Linked DNA regions of Gossypium hirsutum: region 2 is linked to region 1. Evidence: chromatin contacts called from public Hi-C data. All regions are on one chromosome and are shown on one strand. Each heading gives the region's core, a stretch centred on a gene start, on an enhancer-like site or on the middle of the called end of the contact. The rest is flanking DNA. Distances are from core to core; before and after follow the strand shown.

Region 1 (7,318 bases), core at 3,339-5,838:
GAAAATCCCAATAAAATTATTAGAGTTAAACCAATGATCTATACTAAACAAGATATAGATGAATTTGATATACAAATTAATGAATTATTAGAAAAAGGATTAATAGAAAAAACTAATAGTCACATTCTAGTCCAGCTTTTATGGTCAGAAACTATGCTGAAATAAAAAGAGGAAAAGCTAGAATGGTTATTTGTTATGAAGGATTAAATCAAAATATAAATTTTGATGGATATTTTATTCCAAGAAAGAATGTTTTAATTAATCAAGCTAAACAAACAAAATATTTTAGTAAATTTGATTGTAAACCAGGATTTTGGCAAATCATGCTAACCGAAAAATCTAAACCTTTAACAGCTTTTAGTGCTCTTAATGGACATTATCAATGGAGAGTAATGCCATTTGGATTATGTAATGCACCATAAATCTTCCAAAGATGGATGGATTCTATATTCAATAAATATAAAAAATTTTGTGTAGTCTATATAGATGATATTTTGATATTTTCACATACATTAGAAAAACATAGAAAACATTTAAATATTATTTCTCAAGGATTCATAAAACATGGAATCATATTAAGCCCTAAGAAATTAGAGCTAGAAAAAACAAAAACAAAATTTTTAGGATTAAAATTATCTGCAGATGGCATTAAACTACAATATCATATTATAGTAAAAATAAAAAAAAATCCTGAAAATATTGAAGATAAAAAGCAACTTCAACAATTTTTAGGAATTATTAATTATGGAAGGAACTTCTTTCCTAACTTATCTGAAAAAATAAGTAAGTTATATGAAAAATTAAAAAAGGATAAACCTTTTCATTGGTCTAAAAAAGACTCCAAAATTATACAAAACCTAAAATCTAAAATAAATCATAGTCCAAAAGTTTATTTACCTAAACAATGTGATAAATTAATTTTAGAAACAAATGCATCACAAAAACATTGGGATGTCTTTTAAAAGCTAAAACAATAAATAATGAAGAATTAATATGTGGATATAATTCAAGAAAATTTAAACCAAATGAGATTAATTATGTAATATATGAAAAAATAATTACTAGCAATAAAAAAAGGAATAAAAAATTTTATTATATATTTAGCACCTGAAAATTTTATAATAAAAACTAATATTCAGACAGTTAAACAATTCCTTACTAACAAAAGTTTGGAAACTGTATCAAGGAGAATCAGATGGTACAATGAATTATGTACTTTTAATTTTGAAGTTTTATATGTAAAATGAACTGATAATATTATTGTTGATTATCTTAGCAGGCCTTATAGATAGAGGTAAAAAACCTCTAGAAAAAGTTGGTGAGTGGACAACTGTCCATAAAAGACCCAACAAAGGGAAAACAACAAATTCTAATCAAGGATTTGTGTCTATACCTGTACAAGCACCTTTTTATCCTAATCAATGATGTTATGTGTCATATCCAATGGTAAGACAACCAGTTGGAACTCATTTATCATCAAATAAGGCAAGTCAATTACATTGGTTCAAAGATCCAAATTCAGCATTCCAAGCTAGTTATGCTGAAATGATAAAGGGAGCAGAAAATTTGTTGAAACAACAACAAATTGCTAAAATAAAATATTTTTACAATCTAGGATTATCATTAGAATTATATAATTTTATTAATGAAATATGGAAAACTTATATTTCTGAACAAAGAGCCAATTTTAGAAGAGCTCTTACTAAGTTTTCACAATTTTTAGTTGAAAAAACAACTAAAGAAAATGAAGCTGATGGTTTATTATTAAAATCTATTTTATATAAGATTGGAATGAGCTTAAAATAGAGTATATAGATATTAAGGAAATAAACAATCTTCTTGATATATTTCAGTATTTTATTAATAAAGGAAAAAATAGTCTTATTATGAATAAAATGTTTAGACTATGTTTATATAATAAAGCTAGAAAAATTTTACCAATATAAATTTTTACAAAAATAAATGGAGCTATTTGCAAATAGCAAGCTCAATTTCAAAAAGCTTTTTTAGAATTTTTTTTTACAAGCTTATATTTTTACTAATGATTTAGATGAAAAAATTTCTACTATAAAATTTAGACTGGATCATGAACCATCTGATATAAGTAGTATTGAATGGGGTTTTACTAAAGAAATAGTAGTTCAAAAGTTTTCTTTTCATCTCTTAAAAGATTTTCCTGCATCTATTAAGTCTATATTATTAAATATAAATAAATAATGATGACTTTTATTATTATTTTCATATTGAAATAAGCAGCCTTATTGGTATTGTTGAAAAAGAAAAAAGTTTATCTATCAAATTTGGATTATTCAAAGAATGATTGGAAGCCCCAAATTATCAGCAGTCAAAGAAGACAAAGAACACTTAACAAAAAACATTGACAAGTATTACAAAGATCTCACTTATTACCAAACCCAAAGAGGGATAGATTTGATGACAAAAGACTAATATTTACTTCAGGAAGAAATTTATAAACTCTAGACTGATGAAAGAAGAATATTGGCATATGAAACTGAAAGCATCCAGAATGATAGAGATGAAGAATCTGTACGACTATTAAAAAAAATAGCCGAAATGGAGATAGAAGATTTTCCATATCATATTATAGAAGAAATCAAAAGCATGTGGGAGACTTGGAATTCATCACCAAGACTTTCATTACATTCATTACATCTAGATGACATAGAAGAAATGAATCTAGATGATATTCAAGAGGGATAAAACCAAAAAAGGCAACCACGTGGAAGGATAGTACTCAAGAAACAACTTGAAAAAAAAGAAAATGTATGTTTGGCATTAGATTGTTAATATCCTGGAAAGTCCAAACATAAAATCAGTTAAATCAAAATGATTAGTGAAAAAATTTAGCAATTGAAAGTTGAAGTTGATCTGATAAACTTTACAAAAGAGTGAACTTTACAACTAATAACCAAAGATCTTAAGCTAACGGCCTCCATAATATATCCAATGATTAAAGCAAGCACAATCGAAGGTTAAATCTTATTACTAAGATGCAATTTGAGGACCCAAAAACAAAATATGACTTTACTTTTGTTTTAATTACATTAAGGGAAAATCAACATCTAATGATTGATTGGGGAACTTGAACTTGAAGTTAGGAATGTAACGTAATTATAAATGTAATTGTTGCTATTTAAATTCGTGGTTGTAAGTAACAGGTATAATGTGTTTACTCCACATTAATATTTTAGAGCAAAGATTTTTGACCAAATGGCAGCATCTCTATACTTTTATAATATATATTTGCCATCAATATCAATTTTACACATGCTATAATTGAATTGGTGCTTTTATTATTTTTTTTGTTGTTGTTAAGTTTTAATTAAAATATATATATACTTGAAATTAATCATGTGATCACAACGTTTAAATTCAATATAGGAGATTTCATGAAAATTCTCATTCCACTCCATCTAAACGTTAAACACACGATTGGCATAGAAATAAGAATAAGAAAACAAAATTACGGTATTGGGTATCAATTATTTCAACTTAAAGTTGAATTTCAACCCGGTGAATAATCATATAAAAATAGAAAAGATTATTAAATGAATTTTTTTAAAAGATGATTATTAAAAACTATTTTCTTGGCATATTCAGTGAAAATACTAATGTTTAATCTAAATTCTGTCATTACAAAGACTATGAATTTGAAAATAATTATGCTAAGTTGATTGTCAATTATGGATACCTTAGATCTTTTTAGGTGCTTATGGTATCTCTATGCAAGGTAGTAGGTTACCTTTTCCAAGGTGTACAATTGTTACAATAGCCAATGGGAAAAAGATATATACTCCTGATTTTTAAAACATTTTTTTCAATAATATGTTATATAATAAACTTAAAAGAGGTAGATATTAACTATAATTCCATATTTAAAACAAAGATCAAATTCTCAACCACAGGTTAGAGATTATTGCCACTCACCTAACTTTCTAGAGTGCTTATGAGGAAGAAACATTATATTTTGAAAAAAATTTCCTTGCTTTTTCCAAGTTGACCAATTAAAGCTGAGGAAAGTTCCAAAAAATATTTGGGAAATAACTTTCCTAACGAGTACCATGATATTTACTTCTTTATTAAGAGTTGATCCGGTCCAAAGATTTTTAATTGCAGCATTCCCCCACCGTTTTTGGGTACATACAATTTTTTCTATGTTGAATATATGAAAACCTTTAAACAATTATTTTTTTAAAAATAAAAAATTACAAACCAGTCAAATAAGCAAAGTCAAATAAACAGTTGGGCAACTCCAGCCACCTATCCTATTTATATTACACTGCCAATTTCAGACACGAAATAATTATCCGGTAAGGAAAAAAGAATATAAATGTCATGGATACATTAATACGTTTAAATCAATATAGCAGGAATTATTACTATGTGAAAGACATATATTAAACAATATGAACAGGAGACATCAATATCAATTATTTCCATCAAAATTCAAACAGAAGACGGTCCAATTACTTAAGAGGGGCAATCTTGGATATTCAAAACAAGCTTTCAAAGGAGTCATCTTAAAACTCTTCTAAATAAGTACAAGTGGAGAAATTTACACGCACTTTGCCTACCAGCTTCCGTTTCCTCACTATTCATGAAGAAATCGTGTCTTTTTCATTATTCCCACCATATATATAAACCCTTAAAACTATCCACAAAACAGGTATGCAAGGCCTTTGGTGTGAAGGATTAGCAATTTTTCAATCAGGTTTGAGCTTAGCTTTAGAAGTTGAGAATATGGAGCAAAAGAAGATCAGCAGCAGCAGCAGCAGCAACAACAACGCAGTTATAAGAGATGAGGATGAATATAAAGGTGTACCAATTCATAGCCAAGTCATGAAGATAAAGCAAGAGTTTGAGAAGATCAAGCATCCATCACTGCAGCAGCCAGATATGAGAAGGGTTCTCCGAGAGATTACCAGGCAACGGTCCCGATCCCCTCTAGGATTAGCTGAAAGACCCATATCAGTTGGGAATTCATAGGAGCTACCATAATACACCTGTAGAAGAGAAGAAAGAGAAATGGTTACTCTCATGGCAGCAGGTTTTTAGGATTAGTCTTGTTTCAAGTTTTTTTTTTCTCCCTGCCAGTTTCTGGATCTTTGTTCTATCTGCAGTAGGTATCCTCCAACATGTTTATGGAGAAAACCTTTTCTCTTTCTTCTCTTCGGCTTCTTCTTCTTTTGCCCTGTTCATAATAGTTTTTCTTCCATTAATATCTAAAAGCTTCTTGTATAGATTAAACCAGCTTCCTCTGTTTCCTTCTCTAGTTTGATTGTAGCAAATCACGTATCTGGCTTTTGACGCCCCAGTTTCCTATTTATCGAAACTTCTTTTATTAATATCATTTTCACTACACATTGCCTGCAAAGATAGAAGGATAGCAGGGATAACACCATAACTATGATATAATGAGTGGTTGGCACCAAATATCAGCTGCAGGTAAAAACGCAGTGAAAATTTGCATACGTGGAGGAAATTGTACAACCTATATAAGATATATACAGGTCACAAGAACATAGATGAAAAAATCAGCCCACAAATATAAAAGACCTAAAAGACTGCAGTTCTATGACTTGTAACATAAGAAATTGGTCTCAAGCAGTGGTCTCCTTAGATGACCGAAGCTTCAAAATCTCAGTTAGATGGAAACACCTTGTTTCAATAGACTCATCATCCATTATCTTTGCTCCACTGCAATAACAGTGCAAAAAGCAGCTACTCTTGGCAATGCCAAGGGAAGTTCCAGTTGATGAAGGTTTTAGGATATTCAAATCATATCTCTGCAACGATTGCATTCCATGTCATTTAGTGGTATAATTCTTTAAGCGGCCAAAAACTGTCACCTATGGCTACCTATTAGGTATAAACAAAAAGGTGCAATAAAATATTAAATTGACCAAAACTATTAAAACTAACACTAAAAATTAACTGTTAGCTGAAGTTGGTACAACTTCAGACTCATGAAACTGAAAGAGCCTAGAAGCATAATATGGGATTTAACTGCCAGTAACACGGGCAGTTTTCTTCATCTTTCTGCAAGCCACATACCACAAAAGGTACTTTACTTCTTGTATACTTTATCAAGTCAGATGTACTCCAATTGTTTTATAATAGATTCAAAGAGAGTAGAGGTTCTACCGTGTCAACAACATGAAACAGACCAATCAAAGTGTAACCAATCGATCAATTTCTTGCTTTTGATAATTCTTAGTTGTGCCATTTAACAGCAAAACTTAAAATTGACTAGTGATTCATTACAAATCATAAACTGTTCAGCATTAGAAGGCATTACATTACTGTTCAATTTGTTGAAAACAATCCAAAAGAGGATAATATTTAAAATAATATGAAGGGAAGAAATAACCTTGAGATTTGGAGGTTCTCCATCTAAATCAAGCTGAGCCAAAACTTGTTGCTGCCATGGAGCTGGAGACGAGAAATTGGGTGAAGAAACACCAGCAGACGTAATCGAGCATCCATGACAGCCCTCATGCTTGAGCTAAATATAGTCATATGGATTTGATGGTATAACAAATCCATTACCCAGCAGGAAAGATTAAATCGCTTGACAGCTATAAAAGATCATTTTGTTTGATCTTGCATTCAGCTACAATCTGATATGAGAGATGTATGAGAAAACTATAGCCTATTGGAGCTTTTCATCAAATCAAAACTAATTGAAGTTAAGAAAATAAAGGTAATTTATTTTATTGGCATTATTGGAAGCTATAGTTGCACATATCAACCAGAGGAAGCATTACTGGGATGTCACTGTAGGTTCTTCCCGATAAACCAAATGTTTTGGATGAGACTGCTGACATTGCCCATGTTTGAGAGGGTGCATCTACATCTCGGCCACCAAAGGATGCTTACTTATTTTCAGATTTTTGAGAGCACTTTTAACTTTTTCCTCAAAATCCAGAAGAAAAGGGCACCCTTCATTCACCTTATTGGGGAAGAAAATCATAATTAATTTCAAAGCTAAGTGCAGAAATCAATAAATTTTGCAAACAAAAACAGAGGAATACATCCAAAATGGGCAAAAGAATGTGACTACTGAACATTTACAAATCTCAATCTCAACACATAGCACAATTTGATCTATAAAACCATTAGCCAAGAAGAGATACCGACTTCCATCATTTTTTGGGGTCCTACTGGCTTCTATTAGCTTGAGTCAATGTAGTTTGTTCACACAAAGAAGATAAGATGCTGCCTTCCCAGTAAATTAAATTATGAATTCAACAGATACACATGGTAAACCAGAGGAGCATGTATAAGGTTCTTTATA
Region 2 (6,735 bases), core at 3,389-5,888, 170 kb before region 1:
TGCTCATTTTGTTTTCCCAACCTTGGACCTCAGCACTCGCCGCTCACCCACCCTAACGAAGTACCCAACGTAATTCGATTAATGATTACAAATATAAGATATTTGCTTTCTTTTGCAATTGGGCTATTCAGATAAATTAGACCTACTTGTCCACCACTACCACTATACCGCCCGAAGCAACTTCGGCTCTAGACTCGAGACCCAGCTAACACTTTTTATTATCAAGAAAAAACAAACAACTTTTTCTTTTCGGGAGCAAATCGTCCAACTAACCCCACCGACTCTACTAGCTAAATTGAATCCCAACTTCACTTAATTATTTTCTAAAATTCAATATTTAATAAATTTTATTCGAATTTCAATATTTATAATATTTTCCTATAACCCTTTCTCAGCCTAAAAAACCTAGTATTAATTTCTAGTTGGTATTAGACCAAGTAACAACCTCATTTGTCCCTTTTCATTCATTTTCAATTCTTACTCTTGATCAGTAGGTACTATTAGGTCATTCTTGTGTTTATGTTTGATTAACTAAATATAAAATTATTTTTGGTAATAAAATTATCAATATATAATATTATTTATCATGATATTTGGTGTTTTATATTACTTTCTTTGATTATTTAGTCGAACTATCAAAATTTATTATTCTTATAAAAATTTATTCTATTTTTTATTCTTTACAACACAACAATTTAAGTTTTATGATATTTTATTTTACTCATAATTTAATATATTTTTCTAGTACTAAACTGTGATTGAAAAATAAAAATAAATAGTTAGGAGTTAGGACTTCTCTTTAATAAAAACATTTTGTGTTAAACAATATTAATTGTTATCATTTAAATGTAAATTTGACCAATATATAATAAATACAACGAAATATTAATTTTTTCAACTTATAATAAAAGAATATAATTGAAACATTACTTGAGAAGATATCAAAGAATGAGATAATTGAAATGGTTTTAGATTTTATTATTAGCGGCACTTTTTCAAAAACGCCGCTAAAGTCCACCATTAGCGCTTTTGAAAAAACGCCGCTAAAGGCCCGAGCATTAGAGGCGCTTTTAAAAAAACGCCGCTAAAGGCTTGAGCATTAGCGGCGCTTCTGAAAAATGCCGCTAAAGGCCCGAGTTTAGCGGCGCTTCTGAAAAACGCCGCTAAATACCCCAAAAACTCGGCGTTGGGCATAGGTTTTTTGCGGCGCTTTTTGGAAAATGCCACTAATGCTTATTCTTAGCTGCGTTTTTAAAAATGCGCCGCTAATGCTCGATCTTTAGCGGCGTTTTTGTAAAAGCGTCGCTAATGCTTGATTTTTAGTGGTGTTTTTTGTCCAAGCGCCGCTAAAAGCCTGTTTTAGTGTAGTGCCACTTTAATCATGTCCAAAAAATTCTGCTAGCGTAGTTTTTACCAAAATGATCATATCTTGAGCTTTTGAAGTCAAAATAAGATACTTCAAATTGCATTTCAAAGTTAAGAGACTAATTTTTCATCCATATGAGACATCTCAACCTATAAGTATCTAAATCTCACCCAAAAATTCGTTGCAAGACAATTGATCTTTTAAACTTTGAAATTGACAGCTTTGGTGAAATTAATTTAATGAGTTTCAGCCCATCCTAGAATGCATTAAAATGGTTTTTGGAATCGGAACAATTGTTGAACCAGTCAAGCCACCGTTCGTTGTCCAACCGATTCGACCATTAGTTGAGTTCAATTAAATAAATTATTAAAAAATTCATAAAATTTTAAAAAGTAAAACAAATATATACTAAAAAATATAAAACTTGGTCCAACCAGTTTAGAGTGGTTCATGGTCCAACCAATTCAACCTCTTTATTCTAATATGTATACCAACTGATTTCAATTCCATCTGACCAATCCGATTGGATTCCAACTATGAATTTAAACGGGTCCTCCAGTGTGTACACTCCCCAACTTTCTACTATTTCCTTGGATGCTACAGTATGGAGGGACCATGTAACTCAAATCCAGTGGCTGCCTCTACTTGAGAAGGTTTGGTGTCTATCCCCTTCAAGTTCCATCCAAATTTCTGAAGTGGCTATTGGTGTCTTCTTAGGGGGTCCTTGTGATGGTATCGCCTTCCAATGAAAGACGAGCATGTTGGTTGTCTTGAGAGATGACGTTTTGGCCTTGATGCCTTCTTAGTTTTGGAACTTCCGGAATGAAAGCGATTCTCTTTCAAAAGCCAAGCAATTCTGGGCATATTAAAACCAAACGTCACATAAATAAGATAAGGTTCCACTCAGCTAATTCTGAAATGAAAGCGATTTCTCTTTCAAAAGCCAAGCAATTGGGGACCTCACATGGTTAGAACGTGCTCCCCCAAGTGGTGCCTTAAATGCTTGAAAATTATTGAACTTGTACCAGCCTTGAGATTTGTGCGATTTAATTAGTCCAGTTTTCTTCTTTTTGTACTCAAAAATTTCAAAGATTTGTGCGATTAAATTATTGAATTTTCAAAGATATTATAATTGATAACTGATTTACATTCAAGTAGATTAAACTTCAACGGCCAAATATACAACTTGATACAAAATCTCTTCATTTAGGGTTCTTCCCTCCCTTTTTTCCCACTAATTTCTCATATTAAGTGCTTCCTAAGAAGCTGCAACTAGCAGTGCAACCCAACATCCAAAAAATTACAGTTATTTTCCTAACATTTTACCCAGCTGTGAGTGACTGTATTTGGTAGCCAACATAATTGGCCATAAGCACTGCTGGTTGCTGATCCTCCTTTGTTTTCAACAGAAGATTCAAATCTAAACAGCCTCGGAAAAATGCCCCCCATATTTTACAAACTACTAATCTTTGCCACTAAATCAGAGCAGATGTTGGGATAATTTTGTTCATTTTGCTGCTTTAATGAGTTGAGTCTTTCAACCAATATGTCTAAAGCTTCCTTCATCCACCAATGCTGGCACACATCCCTGGCTTCTTTAACATTCATCTGAACACAATAAAACGAAAAAGCAAATCAATGAACTGAAACTCGGAAGTCATTTTCAAGTGTTCAATGGAAGAAGTGAAGAACAGTAACAAAAGCTTTACCCATGTCCTTTGTCTCAGATTTTGCTCAGGCCAGAAATCAAGTTCTTCTTTCACTAGCAAAGGGAACATATAACCTTCATAAAATGTGCCATGGCTTTTGCTTATGAAGTCCCACTTCCCCAGTTCACACTGTTTTAAAAGTATATAAATATTAATAAGAATTTCAGTTCGAGAAACGTTGGGATTCTTAAACAATGATTAATGAACAGTTGAATTAAATAGTAACCTCAACATTGCCTAGAACACCAGCTTCTTCAAGTGACTCTCTTAATGCAGCTTCTTCTCTAGATTCATCAAGCTCCCAGCCACCCTGAGAATTAATACCAAACACCACCACAATAATTATTAATGCATGATTTGACAGAGTAAACAAGAGTTTTAATTAACTTTTTTGAAACATTACTGAATCTTTATACCTTGGGAAACATCATTTTTTGACATTTCTGGGAGGAGATCACAAGTACCTCCAAGTCATCAGTCATGGTTCCATCACTGCTAGATTTGTATCTATAGGGAATGCAACTGCAATCGTCGAAATTGAAGAAATGAGTTTTGCCATCATTCATCCCAAGAAAAAAGATTTGTTTTTTTTTCTCTTTATACAATAAAATGGAAACAGTCCAAGGCTCCTAGCATGAAATTTCTGACCAAAAATGTCAGGCCCCAATTCAGAAAAGAACAAAATTTTCAACAGGAACCCAGAAAAATTAAAGATAATGGAACAAATAAAATTTCTCTAGATGAGAATAAATAAAAAAAAAGGATGAAGCAAATCAAACTCTCTTCATCATGAAAATACTCACCCGACAACTTGGCGGCGGCCTAGGTTATCGTATCGCTGCAAGTGCCTTCCAGTGCGAGAAACCATGCAAACCATCCTCAAACAAATTGAAAATAAACGATCGAACAAGAACCAAGAATACCCAGAACCAATAAATTGAAAGAAGTAAATAGAACAATTTATGGAAGCAAACAAGCTTAGCCCCTGACGAAATTAACCAGTTATTATTATTTTTTCTTTTGTAAATTATAGAAACAATCCTGGGAGAGAGGCTTCTTCGGAGTATAAAGAAACTGATTATCGTAAAATTGGAGTATATTTACAGGTAAAAAGGCAACAAAAAAAGAAAGAAAATTGAGAGAGAAGCTGAAATTGTAAGGACATGGAATTGGGTATTTATAGAAAAGAAGGGGAGAGAGAGAGAGAGTAAACAAAATTAATTAATTAAACACAAAGTTACTGCATAATAGTAGTAGTAGATGATGAAAATGATGTTTGTAATTCGAAAAAAGGGTAGGTGTTAAGACGCGTCTCCTTCTATAAGCTTCGGTGCCGTTTCGTTAACAAGGGTTTAGAGTTTTATTTGTTTAATATTATTTTATTAGAAAAAAGAAAAGAGAGAGTTTTTATAAGGTGTTGTAGCCAGCACGTACACGGTTGATCTGATGTAGAAAGGAATTGACTTTCTTTATCAAGCATCTCGCTCACGTGTGCGATCATCGGCTATGCATGTTGGCTGTTTTTCTTTGAGAAAAAGCAAAAAGTGGAAAACGGCTGTGTATGCTTCTTATTTGGTCTTATCTGGGTTTTATGCCGCAGTTTACGTGTATAGATAAGATTGTACATCTTGGATTTTTTATTTTCAATTTTTGTATATGTTATTATTAAAGTTAAATTTTGGGTTTAAAAAATTAAAATAATCTTATTTATGTAATACAAATTATAATTATACAACTATATAATATAAATTTTAGAAAATATTATTTATTATAGAAATGGTGAGCTAATACTTAGCCACAAATTCTATAAGCAAGTACAAAATTTAAAATCAAATCATCTTATATAATATGTTAGTCCAAAAAATTATTCTGTAATACGATTACTAATAAAATTAATAAGAAAATAAATATTCTAATGCAATTTTATTTAATTACTCTAACATTCAATATTTTTTGTGTTATTCTCTTTTTAACATTAAACATATACTCATTGTGATCAATTGGTCCTTAATCAAGTATAAATAATTAATAATAAATAATATATATAATTTCATAAAAAATAGTATAAATAATTTATAATAAATACTATGTAATTTAGTTAATTATTTAGTAGCTCCAAATGTATAAGAAATTATCTCGTCAATAAGATTTTGCTATTATTTAAGCAGTATAACATATAATTATATTTAAAAATAAAATATATATCCTAAAATTAAAATACTATAAAAATTAATTTAAAAAATAAAATTATGTACAAACATAATACGATTGTTTTAATTACATTCAATTCAGTGATTACTTATACAAAAAATAATTATATCAACTTTCCAAATAAGACTAGAGTTCAATTAATGAGTGCTTATATGTATTTATTAAATTGTTATTAGAGGATTATATTTTTGGTTAACACATTACTTATAAATATTTTCAATATAAATGTTTTTATTAAAGTTCAATATTATTTAATTTTAAATAACCCTTTTTATATTTCTAATAATACAAAACTAAGATTGACGGCTATAAAGTATATACATTAACAACTTATAGCTATTTTCATTTAGGGAGCGGTTATATGTCCGCAACATATAACATTACATGGATACTTTTATTGATAGAATTTATGATTTTTCTCCATTTTTTTCTTTCATTACGTCCTTAATGTAACTTTTTTTTTCATAATATAATTAATATAAACATATTTTTTCGTAATTAATTAATATAAAATTACTTCTCAATATAAAATATATTTTATTAAACTTTATTTTTTATTGACTTTAGTAGAAAATATTAAATTTTAATCATTAAGGGTTGAATTTATGATCACCTCATATATTATAAAAATATGATGTAAAAACATAATTATAAAAGAAAAAAATTGAAAGGATGAGTGATGGGTTTAAAAATTAAGTTAGTTTGTATATATAGATAAGTATGTATATTATCATGCATATGAAATAACTTACAATTTTAAGGTCAACCAAAAAAACCTTTCAATTTTAAAGAAAATAATTAAAATATTTAAAATTTTATATTTCTGTGGGCTATAATTGAATAAAGTTGTTTTTGGCATTTTCAACTCAATTCAATTATAAGTTTTATGTAAGTATAGAGCATATATTATGTTGTTATCTTAATTTCCTTTTTAACTTAATTTTAAAAATTTCTTTCTTTTAATATATTGAATTTAATTTTCCAAATAAGTGAATTTTCTTTGCTTATTGTAGCACGTCCTGCTTTTTCTTCTTGTCTTTTGTTTTTTATTCTTTTGTCTGGATTTCTCAGGGTACTTTTCTAAGAAAGTAGGAATTGGATATCTGCTGTGTGAGAGTTTCCGCCATGGAGGAAAAGATGACAGGGCTAAATTTTGAGGATGGGAAAGAAGAAGATGCGTTGTTATTGTCGATTGATCCGAGGTTACAAAAATTGACATATGAACATTGTTTGGCAGGCTAGTTTCTAGCAGCAAGCATTGTTTATTGTTAGGCAATGAAGAACACAATGGCAAATTTGTGGCATCCGTTAGGTGGGGTTCAGATCTTAGATCTGGGTGTGACGAGATTCTTATTTAAGTTTTTCCATGAAATGGATGTTGATTGAGTGGTCCAAGGATCTCCTTGGGCATTTAACAACCATCTTATAATAATTCACTGTTTGGAGAAT

Evidence for each region. Hi-C and Micro-C count contacts between places; a contact is called where the count stands out from the background.
Region 2: a Hi-C map of leaf shows a contact between it and region 1, with 1.6 times the contacts expected there. The contact joins the promoter of LOC107909879 here to the promoter of LOC107909878 in region 1. A contact is called at or near these places in 3 of 34 Hi-C or Micro-C datasets (hypocotyl and leaf).

Annotation. Positions count from the first base shown.
Region 1 is chrD02:52,427,080-52,434,397 of Gossypium_hirsutum_v2.1, reverse strand. LOC107909878 reads left to right here and starts at 4,588. Exons shown (of 1, transcript XM_016837578.2): 1 at 4,588-5,366. The coding sequence starts at 4,690. The coding sequence ends at 5,007.
Region 2 is chrD02:52,593,434-52,600,168 of Gossypium_hirsutum_v2.1, reverse strand. It overlaps LOC107909879 (nudix hydrolase 18, mitochondrial), which reads right to left and starts at 4,638. Exons shown (of 5, transcript XM_016837579.2): 1 at 3,879-4,638; 2 at 3,492-3,597; 3 at 3,302-3,385; 4 at 3,076-3,204; 5 at 2,473-2,974. The coding sequence starts at 3,952. The coding sequence ends at 2,819.